Linked DNA regions of Mus musculus: regions 1, 3, 4 and 5 are each linked to region 2. A link is a contact called in public HiChIP or PLAC-seq and promoter capture Hi-C data. All regions are on one chromosome and are shown on one strand. Each heading gives the region's core, a stretch centred on a gene start, on an enhancer-like site or on the middle of the called end of the contact. The rest is flanking DNA. Distances are from core to core; before and after follow the strand shown. Region 1 overlaps Gm31452 (a long non-coding RNA gene). Region 2 holds the start of Depdc1b (DEP domain containing 1B). Region 3 overlaps Pde4d (phosphodiesterase 4D, cAMP specific). Region 4 holds the start of 3830408C21Rik (RIKEN cDNA 3830408C21 gene). Region 5 holds the start of Dimt1 (DIM1 dimethyladenosine transferase 1-like (S. cerevisiae)).

Evidence for each region. Promoter capture Hi-C pulls out the DNA fragments that hold promoters and counts their contacts. HiChIP or PLAC-seq counts read pairs in DNA pulled down with a chosen protein or histone mark. Capture Hi-C pulls out chosen DNA fragments and counts their contacts.
Region 1: an H3K4me3 HiChIP or PLAC-seq map of the 230-238 cell line shows a contact between it and region 2, with 9 read pairs. The contact joins the enhancer-like site here to the promoter of Depdc1b in region 2. A contact is called at or near these places in 5 of 484 Hi-C or Micro-C datasets (B cells, cerebellum, cortical neurons and 2 more), 4 of 115 datasets of contacts at active chromatin or transcription factors (the 230-238 cell line, astrocytes, embryonic forebrain and 1 more) and 1 of 9 other capture datasets (liver).
Region 3: a contact with region 2 is called in a promoter capture Hi-C map of pre-B cells, with 7 times the contacts expected there. The contact joins the enhancer-like site here to the promoter of Depdc1b in region 2. A contact is called at or near these places in 5 of 39 promoter capture datasets (embryonic stem cells, hippocampal neurons, liver and 1 more), 3 of 115 datasets of contacts at active chromatin or transcription factors (astrocytes, embryonic stem cells and large pre-B cells) and 2 of 9 other capture datasets (embryonic stem cells and liver).
Region 4: an H3K4me3 HiChIP or PLAC-seq map of pro-B cells shows a contact between it and region 2, with 6 times the contacts expected there. The contact joins the promoter of 3830408C21Rik here to the promoter of Depdc1b in region 2. A contact is called at or near these places in 1 of 39 promoter capture datasets (embryonic stem cells), 1 of 484 Hi-C or Micro-C datasets (CD4 T cells), 4 of 115 datasets of contacts at active chromatin or transcription factors (astrocytes, fibro-adipogenic progenitors, large pre-B cells and 1 more) and 2 of 9 other capture datasets (adipose tissue and embryonic stem cells).
Region 5: a promoter capture Hi-C map of liver shows a contact between it and region 2, with 4 times the contacts expected there. The contact joins the promoter of Dimt1 here to the promoter of Depdc1b in region 2. A contact is called at or near these places in 4 of 39 promoter capture datasets (embryonic stem cells, liver and pre-B cells), 2 of 484 Hi-C or Micro-C datasets (nephron progenitors and regulatory T cells), 2 of 115 datasets of contacts at active chromatin or transcription factors (astrocytes and large pre-B cells) and 2 of 9 other capture datasets (adipose tissue and liver).

The regions. Positions count from the first base shown.
Region 1 is chr13:107,100,482-107,103,181 of GRCm38.p6, reverse strand. The region is part of intron 4 of Gm31452 (a long non-coding RNA gene); the gene reads right to left. Among named protein-coding and RNA genes, the nearest start is that of Gm41051, 20 kb to the left of the region's middle. Within about 2 kb of position 1,406, at least 105 of the 459 cell types and tissues checked have an H3K27ac peak or open chromatin away from gene starts, as enhancers often do. A contact at or near this core is called in the 230-238 cell line, where this site is marked.
Region 2 is chr13:108,315,039-108,317,738 of GRCm38.p6, reverse strand. It overlaps Depdc1b (DEP domain containing 1B), which reads right to left and starts at 1,402. Exons shown (of 11, transcript NM_178683.4): 1 at 1,270-1,402. The coding sequence starts at 1,317.
Region 3 is chr13:109,545,337-109,548,036 of GRCm38.p6, reverse strand. All of the region lies in intron 3 of Pde4d (phosphodiesterase 4D, cAMP specific), which reads right to left. Among named protein-coding and RNA genes, the nearest start is that of Gm32703, 110 kb to the right of the region's middle. Within about 2 kb of position 1,411, at least 68 of the 459 cell types and tissues checked have an H3K27ac peak or open chromatin away from gene starts, as enhancers often do. A contact at or near this core is called in pre-B cells, where this site is marked.
Region 4 is chr13:107,021,211-107,023,910 of GRCm38.p6, reverse strand. It overlaps 3830408C21Rik (RIKEN cDNA 3830408C21 gene), which reads right to left and starts at 1,341. Exons shown (of 4, transcript NR_015471.1): 1 at 1-1,341. It overlaps Kif2a (kinesin family member 2A), which reads left to right and starts at 1,556. Exons shown (of 21, transcript NM_001374727.1): 1 at 1,556-1,899. The coding sequence starts at 1,836.
Region 5 is chr13:106,945,754-106,948,453 of GRCm38.p6, reverse strand. Dimt1 (DIM1 dimethyladenosine transferase 1-like (S. cerevisiae)) reads right to left here and starts at 1,325. Exons shown (of 12, transcript NM_025447.4): 1 at 1,171-1,325; 2 at 795-868. The coding sequence starts at 1,249.

The sequences.
Region 1 (2,700 bases), core at 157-2,656, 1.2 Mb after region 2:
CCACACCCATAGGGAAGCAGCTTTGAATGTGAGGGCCACACCCACAGTCTACACTCTTTAGCCTCTGCCTTCCTCCCTACCAATTCAGCTGCTCCCTCCACTTATTTTGTTTCATTTTGCTTTTAATGTTTCCCAACACTGATTCCCCACTATTCTATGTAGCTGAGGATGACTTTAAACTTCTGTCTCTGTCTCCCAAATGCAGGGATGCCATCCATGCTCGGGCACACCAGCTTGCTTGCTTGCTTGCTTGCTTGCTTGCTTGCTTGCTTGCTTGCTACTTTGATTCTGGACTTTTCTGAGTTTCTCTTGTTGGCTGCTGTCTCTGACACATCTGGCTGTCATCCATGAGTGGTCTAACCTCCTGGGCAGATACCCATTATTAGATCTATTTTAAATATGATTGCCTTAGGCCAAGTGACAAATTCCTAATCAGTCGCTCACAGTCAGTTATCGGGATCAGGTGACAGAAGGCCTGCCACTGGGCTCCAGAGGTAAAATCTGCGCATGTCCACTACCGCATCAGTCACAACAGAGTGCAAGTTTTTCTTCACAGTCTAGTTCCCTGCAGGACACTAACCCTAAGACCGGTAATGGCATCTTCCTCTTCACACCTCCAGCACAAAGCTGGTGCCGGGTAGGCTCTCAGTATAGCTCTGTCAAAGTTAATTGAGCCGACAGTAAAAGCAGACAGCCAAATTTGAATCGCAGGGATGATATTTCTCTGCTGCTCAATGAGTGCAAATTACTTGACCTTTCTGAACTTTCTCCTCCTATGTAGGAAGGTCTTTATTGCACGCCACAGAAATCCACTGTTACAGATTTCTTCTCAGATAACAAAAGATAAATGCACTTAATTTACAATATAAAAACCTTCATGATAAATATTAAATAAGACATCGGCATACATGTCGCCTCTCTGGCTGTACCTCTGCCATGTGTTGTAACTATGTGCAAATATGTGTTCCTTCCCATCAGAGGGTCCCAAAGAACGGGATCTGGGCTTCCCTAACTTCTGTATCCTTGTCTCCTCCTACGCTAAAGCTCTGCACAAATTAATAGTGTGAAAGGTCAGCAGATTCAGGTACCGCTTGTACTTAAAATCTTCACATTAGGGTTTTTTGTTGTTGTGTTTTACAAATCAAACACTGGTCGCATGAAGCATCATGCATACATTAAATTCAAATCTATCTATCTTCGACAATTCAGAATGCTGAACAGTTTCTCAGAGCAAATGAAATCGAGGCTCATGGGGATCCAGTCTTTCAGTGTGTGTCTCCATCTACTGTATTTACAGGAGAGTTGCTCCCTCTCAGAGTGACTTTCCTCAGCTTCTCTCTGCGGACAGTCAAGCCGCAGCCCTGGGATACGAGTGCATGTCCTCAGCAGCCACTAGGGGGCAGGCTAGCGTCTCTTGCAGAGTACTTACCCCCAAGGGCAAGTGAGTCTAGAGGAAACAGTAAATACACCAGTTGTGACCGCGTTGTTTCCAAATGGAAAAATACACGCGGGCATGTCCAGATTCTCATTTCGTATTCCTTTCGCTGGATATGTGATCCTTCGGCTCAGCTTACCTCTTGTTTTCTATTTCCTCCTTCCAAGTCTTTCTCCTACGGGTTGCAACAAATGAGCCTTTTTTCCCTTTGAGAGGCTTAACCCACAAAAACAAATCAGGAGGTGACACAAACACTGCATAATTTAGTTAGTGAAGGTTTGATGGCTGAGGTTTCATTTGGGTTTCTCTTAGAATAAAGCCTGATTTTTCTCAAGTTTTTCATGTATTAAACAGCTAGTCAAGATGAAGGGGAGACAGAGATTCAAAGAAACAAAATAAAAACAAACAAACAATGAGCGGGAAAGGGATGGGAGGTCTGTTATAGAGGGAGATCAGAGAATAAACAACTGCTGAAAGATAGCTTCAGAAAAGAAGTTGACCTGAGGGTCCTATTGGTCCATGCCAAGATATCAGCACCAGACAGACAGCTGTCTGCTGCTGGCTGGAACTTCCGCAATTGTGACAGCTGCTTCCTCATCTGGAATGAAAGTGATTTGGACTAGATAATCTTCTAACTCAAAAGTGGGTCTGTGCCAAACGAGGGAAAGCATGGGGTGGGTGTATAAGAAAAACTCTGGGAGACTCTGAGAACAAACAAACCGAGTGCAAAGCCAGAATTATCTACCAGAACACCTGCTTGCAGACACAGTATGTCCTCCCAGATAGAGCTCCGCCCCTACCTTGCCCCTGACCTTCCATCTACTACTGCAAGCCCAGGGGAGGTGGAAGGCCTCTGAGCCCCAGGAACTACGGAACAACGGGACTGGTGTAAGAGAACTGGTGTGGGCTGAGACTCTGAAGGAGACATTTTCAACCCTAAATGACAAACTACTAGCATTCTAACAAGAACTTGCTCTATCCTGGCTAGGGGAATATACACCCCTGGGGACTGGGTCGATCTTCTGTCCTGGGTGGTTTGAGCTGAGCTGCAGGTGTCCCTGTGAACATTATATGACATTTAGGAAAAGCCAGTATCTTTTGATCTTGCCTGCACTGTTGCAATTATACTAATTTCATAGCACCCTAATAGTCAACCAGGCTGTGGTTTCAAAGCTAATACTGTTCTCTAACATCATGATAACCGATTAATTACTATTTACCAAGCTCACATTTTCATGTTAATATTTCTGAGAGCTGTCTCCACA
Region 2 (2,700 bases), core at 153-2,652:
CATTTGCTTTGGCCAATGATGTGTGAACAAAATGTCATGATACCATGAGCCCACTTTATGAAGAATCTGAGCAAACCTGTCAAAACTTGGTTCAACCAACACTGAAGACCAGGGTACCACGTGACACCACCCAGTGCCAGTCAAATCACCAGATAGTGACACATGAATGATTTCCATTGGAAGAACCGCTGACATGAGTCCAGCCCAGACCAATGACCCTATGCAAATATGTGTTGTTTTCAGCCAAATGAAACAAGACCACAGACCCTAAAATCTTAGGGGAAACTTTACATGTGCCATGTGATCTTTTGTGTGAAGATTCATAATCTTTATTTGATTCTCCACGCGTCCCATAAGTCTAATAAAACAAAGGTCTAGCAGCCTGAAACCTAACTTCCCATCTGTAGAAGGTGGCTTGACTCCGCAGAACACAGACTACCTGGCTCTGGAAAGAAAGAAAACTACATCTCTAGCATATGAGTCTAAAACATGAGTTTGGATATTCATCCCCACCTTTTCCAGAGTAGAGAGCAGGTGAGACTTTATTGCAAGGCAATGCAGCTATGAGTCTTCACAGACAAAACTCAAAGTCCTCTAAAACCTTCTGTCTATTCCATTGTCCTAATCCGTTTGAGGGAGAAGTCAGTAAAAGTACTTCCTCCTAGAAATAAGTTTCTGAGTGGCAAAACTTGTTTCCACAAGAAAGACCCTTACCCTGGTGCATCAGCAAAGCTTTTAGATCACCTATCAGAGCTGATCCGCTACTTGAAGTAGGTGCTGACAACTGAAACTCCGGGGGCAGGAACCTTAGAGGGGCAATCCACCTCCGTGCAGTGCACCGTTACAAAGAACACTTGTCAAGTGTCAACAGTGTCACTCAGGAAGGAGTCACGCCCTGCCTGGAGCACCGCAGTCCGCAAGAGCTACCCCCATAGGTGGTCCTATGGCTCCACCCACGGTCGATCTTGCCCTGGAAGCTAGAGTAGGTCCCTAGGACAAAGGGGAACGCGATCGCCTGAGGTTCGGTTCCCCGTTAAGGCTGAAGGCGCCGTCCAAAGCCGAGCATCCAACTACCGGCGGCAGAAGTAGTTCATGCCACCTTGGTAGGGCTGACTCCGGGCCTCGTCTGCCCGCTGTGGGACAGAGTGTGCAGCAGCGACCGGAGCAGGCACACGACCACCAGCACCGGCAACCCCCGAGCGACTGCACACTGCCCGAGTCTTGGCGGTGACAGCGGCGCGGGGTCGGCTCGGCCCCACTCTCACTCACCAGCCTGGTGGCCCGGTACGGCCCGGGTCCCACTACGCGGTGCTCCATTGCCAACGCGCAGCAGTCGCGGGGCAACGCCGGCGGGGACTCCAGACGGAGCTCGCCGCGCCGCAGTTTGAATCACAAGCCCGGAGCTTCGGGGCGCTGATTGGACGTTGCGAGGGCACGTGACAGGAACTGTGTGGTGGGCGGGGCTGTTTGTGTCCTGGATTTCACTACCCGGGGTTGCGCCTCCAGCACCTAGGAGGAAAGAACACTTTCTCCTCGCCAATGGGCGCTCGGATGCTTGCGGACATGACTGATCGCGCCGCGTACCGCCGGCACACAGTGGATGGCGCTGCCCAAAACCTACCGGGACTGTCCCTGCCGCGAGTCCACTCGGAACACCAGCTCTGCAGCCTCGGAGCCCAGTGAGCCAAACCTAGCTGGAACCCGATAGATAATTCCTGTCAGCACCCAGGGCAGAGAATCCGGAGGTTAGCAAAGAGGAAGAAGTGGGTGGTGAAAGGAAGCGAGTTGACTTGACAGCTGTCCAAGGGGAAGGACATTTCTAAAGCAGATAAAGGCAACCTGCCATAAGGAGTGTAGAAAGAGCGATAAGGAGAGGCATGGTCAGCGTCTGCTGTGTTCCCTTGATAAATAAAGTACAGTAATCTTTCTCCTCCTTGAACTTAGGTTTTGTATTTAGGAATCTGACAGAAATTGTCAGTCCTTTGTGGGGTTGATGAATTCGTCTTCTCTGCACTGAATCACCTACACATCTCCTGCCCGTGGGAATTGCTGGTCCAACTTGCAACTGTTGAAAGAGACAAATGACTTCACTTTATACTATATGCCTTTAGCTCGGTGACAATGAATCTATGTCTGGACTCCTCCGTGAAGACTGCTGAACAACTCCACCTTGATCATAGAAGGTGATAGGCAATAGACATATTAGACAGTGATTAATTCAATAGCTAGTGATTAATTCAGACCCTCAAAACTGGTGAAAGTCCTGAGAATAAATAGGGCTGAGCATGGGACACTGGTATGAACACCCGTAAGATGCTGTCTTCCGAACATAATATGGTTGACCTGGCTGTTCATTCATGAATTCACAGCAAGACCTACACACGATGGAGCCTGTCAATCAATATTCTAGCATACCAGGGCAGGAAGGGCGTATGAGCCAGTAGTGAGGAGATTATTGGAAATGAATGGCTGCTGAGAGATGCCATCTATTTTCTTCCAGTAAAGAGCCTAACACCCATGCTCATGTTTGGAACCCTAATTAAACTCAGTGAGTCACTGTCTTAATCAGGGTTTCTATTCCTGCACAAACATCATGACCAAGAAGCAAGTTGGGGAGGAAAAGGTTTATTCAGCTTACACTTCCATACTGCTGTTCATCACCAGGGAAGTCAGGACTGGAACTCAAGCAGGTCAGAAAAC
Region 3 (2,700 bases), core at 162-2,661, 1.2 Mb before region 2:
CGGCAATACATCAGACCTGCAAGATGTGCTGCGGCAATGATGTGTAGAACTTGTGGGAATGGCCAACAGATTTCGGTTTAACTTGAGAACCACACCACCAGAGGGAGCCCATGCTCTATACGACCTGATAGCTAGGACCCAGAGAGAGACTGGAGAGCCCAGAGCGCTAAGGCTGAGCCACAGTACTGAGGGAAAAAAATCCTAAAGATATTCTGCTATCCTCCTAGATCTAGCGACTTGTCCAGTCATTCTCAAAGAGTCCATCTTCAATGGGCCAGCAGATGGGAGAAGCTTTAGAGACCCCCACTCAGACATTATGTGGAGAACCTAACTGGAGGTTCCCATAGGGTCCTTCTCCTAGGAGCTCTGAAAACCCCGTGGAAGAGCAAAAAAACAAAAAAACAAAAAAACAAAAAAACAACAACAAAAAAAACAAAAAAAAACAAACAAAAAAACAAAAAACAACAACAAAAAAAAACAAAAACAAAAAAAAACAAAAACAAAACAAAAACAAAAACAAAAAAAAAAACAAAACAAAAAAAAACCAAAAAAACCCAAGAGATTATAGAGTGAGAGAGGATGGAGGACACCAGGAGAACACGGGCCACTGAATCAGCTAAGCAAGGGCTCACATACATGGGCTCATAGAGACCTAAGTGACAAGCCCAAGGCCTGCGTGGGTCGGCACCAGGTCCTCTGCATATATGTGATGGCTCCGTGTTTTTGTGGGGCTTCCAACGGTGGCAGTGGGTGTGTCTCTGACTCTAATGCCTGTTCCTGAGCCTCTTCCTCCTACTAGGTTGCCTTGTCTGGCTTGGATTCGAGGGCCTTTGCCTTTCCTTACTGTGTATCTTGTTTTGCCCTGTCTGACCGTCATCTCTTAGAGGCCTGCTCTTTTCTCAAGAGGAAACTGAGCGGGTGTGGATCTGAGGGAGAGGGGAGGTGGTGAGGTCGCTGGGAAGCGTGGAGGGAGGGCAACTGTGGTCTGATGTATGAGTGAAGAATCTATTTTCAAAAAAGGAAAAGGAAAAGTAGTTTATAGAACTATATGAAATTTAATGTTACCTATAAGGATATCCTCTTGAAGTAATGTGTTATACTATGAAGTAAAATGTAACTTTAAAATACGGCCGTAACACTGGCAAACTGTGAACTGACCTCAATGTTAATATTTATGGTCATTAGTGGTGAGGTGGAAATGCCTTTATGTCTTTTACTTGCAGGTGAAGCTGCAGAGTCATTTTTAAAAACGAGTTTTCTAAGTGTCTATTTTGGTATATTAGCATCCATTTTCTGTCCCTCCAGTGAGTACAGAACTGTGAAGATTAAATCAAAAGGGCTAACAGGGTTGGTCTGGAGCACGGAGACATGGGGCGAAGGGTAGGAGGAAGCCGAACCTCACGCTGATTTTTTTTTTTTTAAAGCATCTGTCGTTTAGAAACTGAAAGCAGAGATGAAATATTAACCGACACAGGGCGCACGGCGGCATAAATAACTCGAAAGGCTTCTGCAAATCCCGAGGATCACGGAAAGGCTCACACCTTTCCACACCCCTTCAAATCCTATTCATTTCCCCGTCCCCTTCCAACCGCACTGCTGACAACAGCTCCGAAGCGCATCATCCCAAAGGAGGGAGGCTAAAAAGTCTTCCGGGGAGGTGGCGAGCAAGCCAGGCTAGGTGTGTCCTCTCTGGCCTGCAGCATATGGAGTGTTATATTTTTATTTTCTTTAGCTGTGAAGTGGTGAAATAAAATCCACCTGGCTGAGCACCCAGAAGCAATGGCTCTGTAAAAAAACATTTATAGCATTGATTCCCCCCCCCCCCTTTTTTTTAATTTTTAGGTTTTCAAGAAAGTATACTTTGCCACGAGGATGATATCCTCATGGAGACAAGGAGTGGGGAGGAGGAATGAGATGTGGAACAGTTGGAGGGTGGATGGTGGCAGTGGGGGGAGGGAGATAAAATCTGGAGTGTAAAAAATAAATAAATAAAAGACAAAAAATAAAAGAAAGTATACTTCTTCATTTCATATTACAGTGCTCAAAAAAATGTTTGTCGTAAGACTGTGTCTTTTAGAAATGTCAGACAGGCTATACCCACAAAGTCTAATCAACATGGTTGTCTAAAACAAGACCTGAACAACCATGACACCTATGGAAATCCTAATTTGAAAAGGGCAACTAAGGGTCTCGATAGTAGATAAAGAACTGAGAACGATATGATTAGGAGAAATGGTCCTCCCAGAAACAGTCCTCCCAGGGAAATGTTCCTTCACTGATTATCCAATGCTATGTGGTCAGCCTTGAGATCCTATGCACATGATAGGTAATGTTAGACAGATTGAGAAGGGTGTACTTATATTTTATAAGAATATATAAACTATGTGTGTATATATATATATATATATATATATATATATATATATATAACAACTATCAAAGGAAAAGAAGCCATTAATTTGAAAGAGAGAGCAAGAAGGATTTATTCTATAGGAGAGGTTGGTGAGAGGAAGTGGGGAGAATCATGCAATTGAATTATAACTTCCAAAAATGAAAGTTTCAAAACAACCAAAACTATCCACCATCAGTAAATATAACAAAAATTCCCTGTCATAGGGAAGCCAGAAAACACATGGTAGCAAGATACAGGTGTGGGAGGAGCAAGCCCCAGGAATTTAAAAAAAAATGTGTTTTCCAAAA
Region 4 (2,700 bases), core at 92-2,591, 1.3 Mb after region 2:
AGGCTTTCAGGGCTAGCAGTTTAGCTCACTTGGTAGAACACTTGCTTGTTGGTGTTGTAGTTGCCTCTCTTTCTGGGATAAAGCACCATGACCAAGACAACCGACAAAACAAAAGTGTTTCACTGTGCTTATGGTTTCCTAGGTTTGAAGTCCATGATGGTGGAACAAAGGCATGCTGGCCTCAACACCTGAGCGCTCACCTCTTGATGCACAAGTAAGAGGTCTAGAAAGCTAACTCTAAATGGTGTCTTTTGAAACCTCAGCGCCTGATCCTAGTGAAACCCTTTCTCTAATAAGGGCACATTTCCTAATCCTTCCCAAACAGTTCCAACAATGGGGACAAAGTATTCAAGCACATGAACCATTCTCATCCACAATGCTCTCATCACGTACAAAGTCCTGGATTCTATCCCCAGTACCACATAAACTAGAAGTGATGGCTCACACCAGTAAGGCATTCAAGATTATCCTCACTACATAGCATGGTTAAGGCCAGCTTAGGTCAAATGACACCCTATCTAAAAAAAAAAAAAAAAAAAAGTAAATAACAAGTGAAAAATGTAGGGAGGTGAGAGGAAGATTTAAATAATCAGGGGGAAGGAGAAGAGATCATATTATCCTAGATCATGGGGGAAGATGAAGAAACCAAGATGCAGGAATGGGCAGGCAGGGAGTAACTGAGGAGAGTAGTAAGTCATTCTACAAAGAATTTACGACAAAGCTGGTGGAGGTTACACTTCAGTTTACACGCTTGTCTACCTGGCCCCCTCTGCTTGGCACTCTCCATGTTGCTGTAGTCAGCTCAGCCACATGACTGCAGAAGAGGCTCATTATTCAACGTTCTTCAAGTCTCTGCTCTGATTTTGAGTCATAGCTGCTGGAGTTAGAGACTAGGGCAAGTAAGCCTTGAGCTCTACTGAAGCAATAGGATAGCAGGACAGGCCCGCTGGTAGCCCAGGAGGGCTTCGCTTTGAATTGCAATGAGCTGGGAAGTAAAGGGCAAGGGGAGGTCTTCGTTCCTACTCAGGGTGGACGACACCCTTTCGACCCTCCATAATTGATGGGAAGCCTGAACCAGGCATGCCCCGGCCTTAATAAGGTTCCTCAAGGACCGGCTGCCCCGGAGTGGCATGCGATCTGACAGCCACAGAAATGCACTGAGCCAGTTCTTTAATCGGTCAGTGCCCCTCAGTCCCGCGCCCCGAAAGCCTCGATCCCACTCGGCCCTCAACCCGTTCCTGCGGCAGCGTGCACGCGGAGCGGGAGCTCTGGAAGGACGTCGCGAGTCGTTTCCCGCGCCTCGTAGGCCGCCGCGTGCGGAATCAAACCCGGCGCGGGTTCGTACCCGGCCGGGCCGCGCGCGCTCCCGTTCCCGTTCCCGTTCCCGCGGACGGCTCAGCCCCGCCCGCCGCCAGGCCGCAGCCGAGCTGGGCGGGGCCGCCTGCAGCCCGAGCGCGCGGGCGCACGGCAGGAAGCCGCGGGCCGCCGGGTGTGCGCAGGCGCGCGGCGCCCCGCCTCTCCAGCGTCCGTAGGGGCGGGCGGCGCGAGCCCTCCCACTCTTCCCCCGCGCCGCCTCACGGCTGCGGCCCTCGCTTCACCCGGACGCCCGGCGTGCGCGCCCGCCCGCCCGCCCGCCCGTCCGCCCGCCCGTCCGCCCGTCCGCCCGCAGGCCCGGGGCTTCAGCCCGCTCGTCCGCCGCCGCTCTCGCCGCGGCCCCGCTCGCGTCCACGCTGCCTCCCGGACCGGCGCGGACGCGGGCCACCGCTGCCCCTCCCGCCGCCACCCCGCCCCCTCCCCGCCTGTTTCGCCCGCCTGCCGCCGCTCCGGATGAGGTGATGGCAACGGCCAACTTCGGCAAGATCCAGATCGGGATTTACGTGGAGATCAAGCGCAGCGATGGTGAGCCGCGCCTCTGGCCGCGTCGGGCCGGCTGCCCCTTTGATTGCTCTACGGGTTGTGGGGGCGGGAAGGCGGCGGCCCGGCGCTTTTGTGTGCGGCGTTGTGCGGGTGAGGCGGGCGTGGGGTCCGCCCGGGCGCCGCTGCAGTGCGGGGCCCCGGCCGCAGGGCGGGAGCCGCTCCCGGGTTCGCGGTCCTCTCCCCCCAGGGGACTCCGTTAGGGTTGCCCGTGCCTCGCGCTGCCTCTACTCTGCCTTTTACCGGTCTCTGCCTCGGTGGCGTGGAAAGGGTGGTAGCGTGAAGATCGGGGATGTCGGCACCGAGAGACCCGACTGGCAGCCAGAGGCCATTGGGGAGCCATCCGGTTGTTGTTAAGTGCTATCCGGTTGTCAGGCCTCTTTGCCTGTTCTCCCCCAAGCATGCTGCTTTCTTCTGCTGATCCAAGTGCAGAGAAGGCTGCACTCGGCCATGAAAAGGGGTGGGGGAGTAACGGGAAAGAAATACTCGGTACGCTTCACCAAGGTGATGCTACTGAAAGGGAAGGAGAGGATGGAGAGAGGATGGACGCAGTCCACGGGAGACACTCCTGAGAGGGTGGGCGACCGGATGTTGATATTTTCACACCCTGGGGAGGTAACTGAGAGAAGTGTAAGGCGAGGGGAAGAGACATGTTTAATTCATTTAAAAAAAAAGACCCATAGGCTGCTTATGGATGTTGCTGTAGGTTCCTCGTAGGGGGGAAATATTTTTATCACTTCTAAGTGTAAAGTGAAAATCATCCATATTGTAAATGAAATAACTGAG
Region 5 (2,700 bases), core at 76-2,575, 1.4 Mb after region 2:
GTGGGTTCCTGCTTTCTACATTGGCAATAATTCCAGCAAACTGTAACTAATTGTAACTTCCAAAGAGTTCAAATGGGAAAGAGTGCATTCAAATGGAAAAGATTTCTCAATTCTTAACCACTGTACAGTTTTAAGAATATAGTAACCATACAAAACGTTACCAGTGTGCATATGCTTATGAGTAGAATATTCGGTGAGACTGGAGAACTATACTCTATGGCTCCAGGATGCTCCCTGTACCGTCTGTATTTTACCTCCAGGCCCTCAATCCTCCATAAGCACAGCACAGTAACCCATACAGAAGGAATCCTCCAAACAGTTCATATGCAGTACCATATCTTTTCCTGAGGAACAAACTCAGTGTGATTTGGACGTAAATTTACGGTCTGGAATAAAAAGAGTAACGATGATGTACTTAGAAAGTGATCAAAATGATACACGCTTGCAAAGTGGAGTTCAAGGCTGGCTTTGACACACACCATGTTTGAGGCCACCCTGAATTACATGAGACCCAGTTCCAAAAACAAGATGGAGCCTCCAAAAAGTGGAAATAATCTGGAAATCACTGGGCAATTCTCAACCCATCCAACATATACATACAGAGCAACTATTCTGTCAGGCACCCTATCTTGGTTTATATTTTCTTAGTATGTAGGCTGCGGTCGAGCATATCACCCTGCCTCAGCTTCCCCAAATGCTGGGATAATTATGGGCATGCAACTTAGGCATACAGGCATTAAGTAGTCAGAAAAATACAATCCACAAACGCTCTGCCTTTCATCGTTAACACCCACCTTATCGATGATGCTGTTAACAATTAGAGGATTTTTCAAAATGTGTTGTCCGATCCCTGTGTTGAACATGAGTCCTGAAATAAAACACGAAGCAGCCTTAATTTCCCAACTTTTCAAGAACCGATCTCAGGCCGTCCCAGAGAAGCAGGATGGACCCGGGACGGTTTCTGCTCCAATGCATCCACAAGCGCCGCGCTCCCGGCCGGGGTTGGGATGTATCTTTGAGTCCATCCATCCCTCCTGCTGGCAAGGAAGACCAGGCGCGCGCGGGGAAGGGTCAGCGCTGAGCGCCCACCCTCCTCGGGGCGGCTAGAGGCGCAGGCCACCGTAGGGCTCCCCCGCCGCGGGTCAGTCCCAAGCATCCTCCACACCGCACCTCCAGCTCGCTTCAGCTCCCGGCGCTGCTCCTGACGATCCCGCCGGCGGCTACTCGCTGCGGACTTGGCCTTCGGCATCTTCTCGGAGGAGTCCCTGTGCCAAGCGAAAGCAGCCGGGAACCGCGTGGAAGTCGCCCTCAGTCGCCGTCACGACTAGGCGCCCGAGAGGCCCACTTCCCCGCCCACTGCGATCACCGACCCACCCAGTCAGCGGCAGGCCGGAGCCCAGTGGCTGCTGGGAATTGTAGTCTCTTATGGGCTCCTCCCGCGGCAAGGCGGACTCGAGCCCAGTGGCTGCTGAGATTGTAGTTTCTGTCTGGTGAGCTCCTCCGGAGGCAAGGCTGGCTCCAGCGGGTTAGCCACCGGATTTTAGAGTTTTAGCTGGAGCAACAACTTCCCCAAGAGCCCGATTTCCCAGAGGAAACCGCGCCGCTCAGGCAGGCAGTTAGGATTGGTTGGGTCTCGGCAAATTGGGTGCTTCATTTGGCACTGCCCTGGGACATTCTGATATCTGCGGAAAGATCTCTCGTGTCTCTCCTGTTTCCCTGCAGGTTGTGGGCTGAGAAGCCTAGGCTCGATGGACACGGAGCTTGGTGGTTTAGGGTAACATGTCTCTCCGTTGTGGAAAGCAGTTAGATTAGAATTAGCTCTCGTTCCAACACGGCACTTACTGGTTACTTCTCTATGCTTTTTGTTCATTTTCTCGTCGTTTTGCTGAGTTCCAGCACTGGAATGTCATAGTTAAAATATGCTGCTCTCAATGTTTATTTATTGAAAGATAAAGGCTATAACAATTTCAAAACCCTGTAAATGGGATTGATTACAGGTATGTGTTGGATATTGTAATGGGATTATACGCCGGGCTGTAACATACAGAATAAAAGATTCATGGCTGTTTTTCTTGCCAGTGTAATGTTTCGGTTTTAATTTTTCTGTTTGTGCGCTGAAGAAAGTCTTTGCAATCAACCACCAAAGGCTACTGCTAAGAACCTGTTCCGTAGCCTAGGTTTTTGTTTGTTTGTTTTGGTTTTTGGTTTGTTTTGTTTTTCAAGACCGGGTTTCTCTGTATAGCCCTGGCTGTCCTTGGAACTCACTTTGTAGACCAGGCTGGCCTCGAACTCAGAAATCTGCCTGCCTCTGCCTCCCAAGTGCTGGGATTAAAGGCGTGCGCCACCACCGCCCGGCTTTTTTTTTTTTTTTTTTTTTTCTCGTAGCCTAGGTTTTAGTCCTTCCTTTCTTTGCTGTAATTCGAGCACAGGGAAAGTTCTAAAATATCCTAATATAATCTTTTATTTATAGTCGACTATTATGGGGTTCCCACCAAGGAGCACTTGAACACTGCCTATGAGCCAATGGAAAGCCTTTCTTCCAGCCGCAGGTGACTACAGCTGGGTATTCCGGACCCAAGTTCATTCATCTCTGAGCCTGGAAAGCCCTCAAGGTTCCCATCCCGCAGTTGCAAGCTAACTACAGTTACAAAAGCCAAAATACGCGATTAGCAAAAAAAAAAAAAAAAAAAAAAAAAAAAA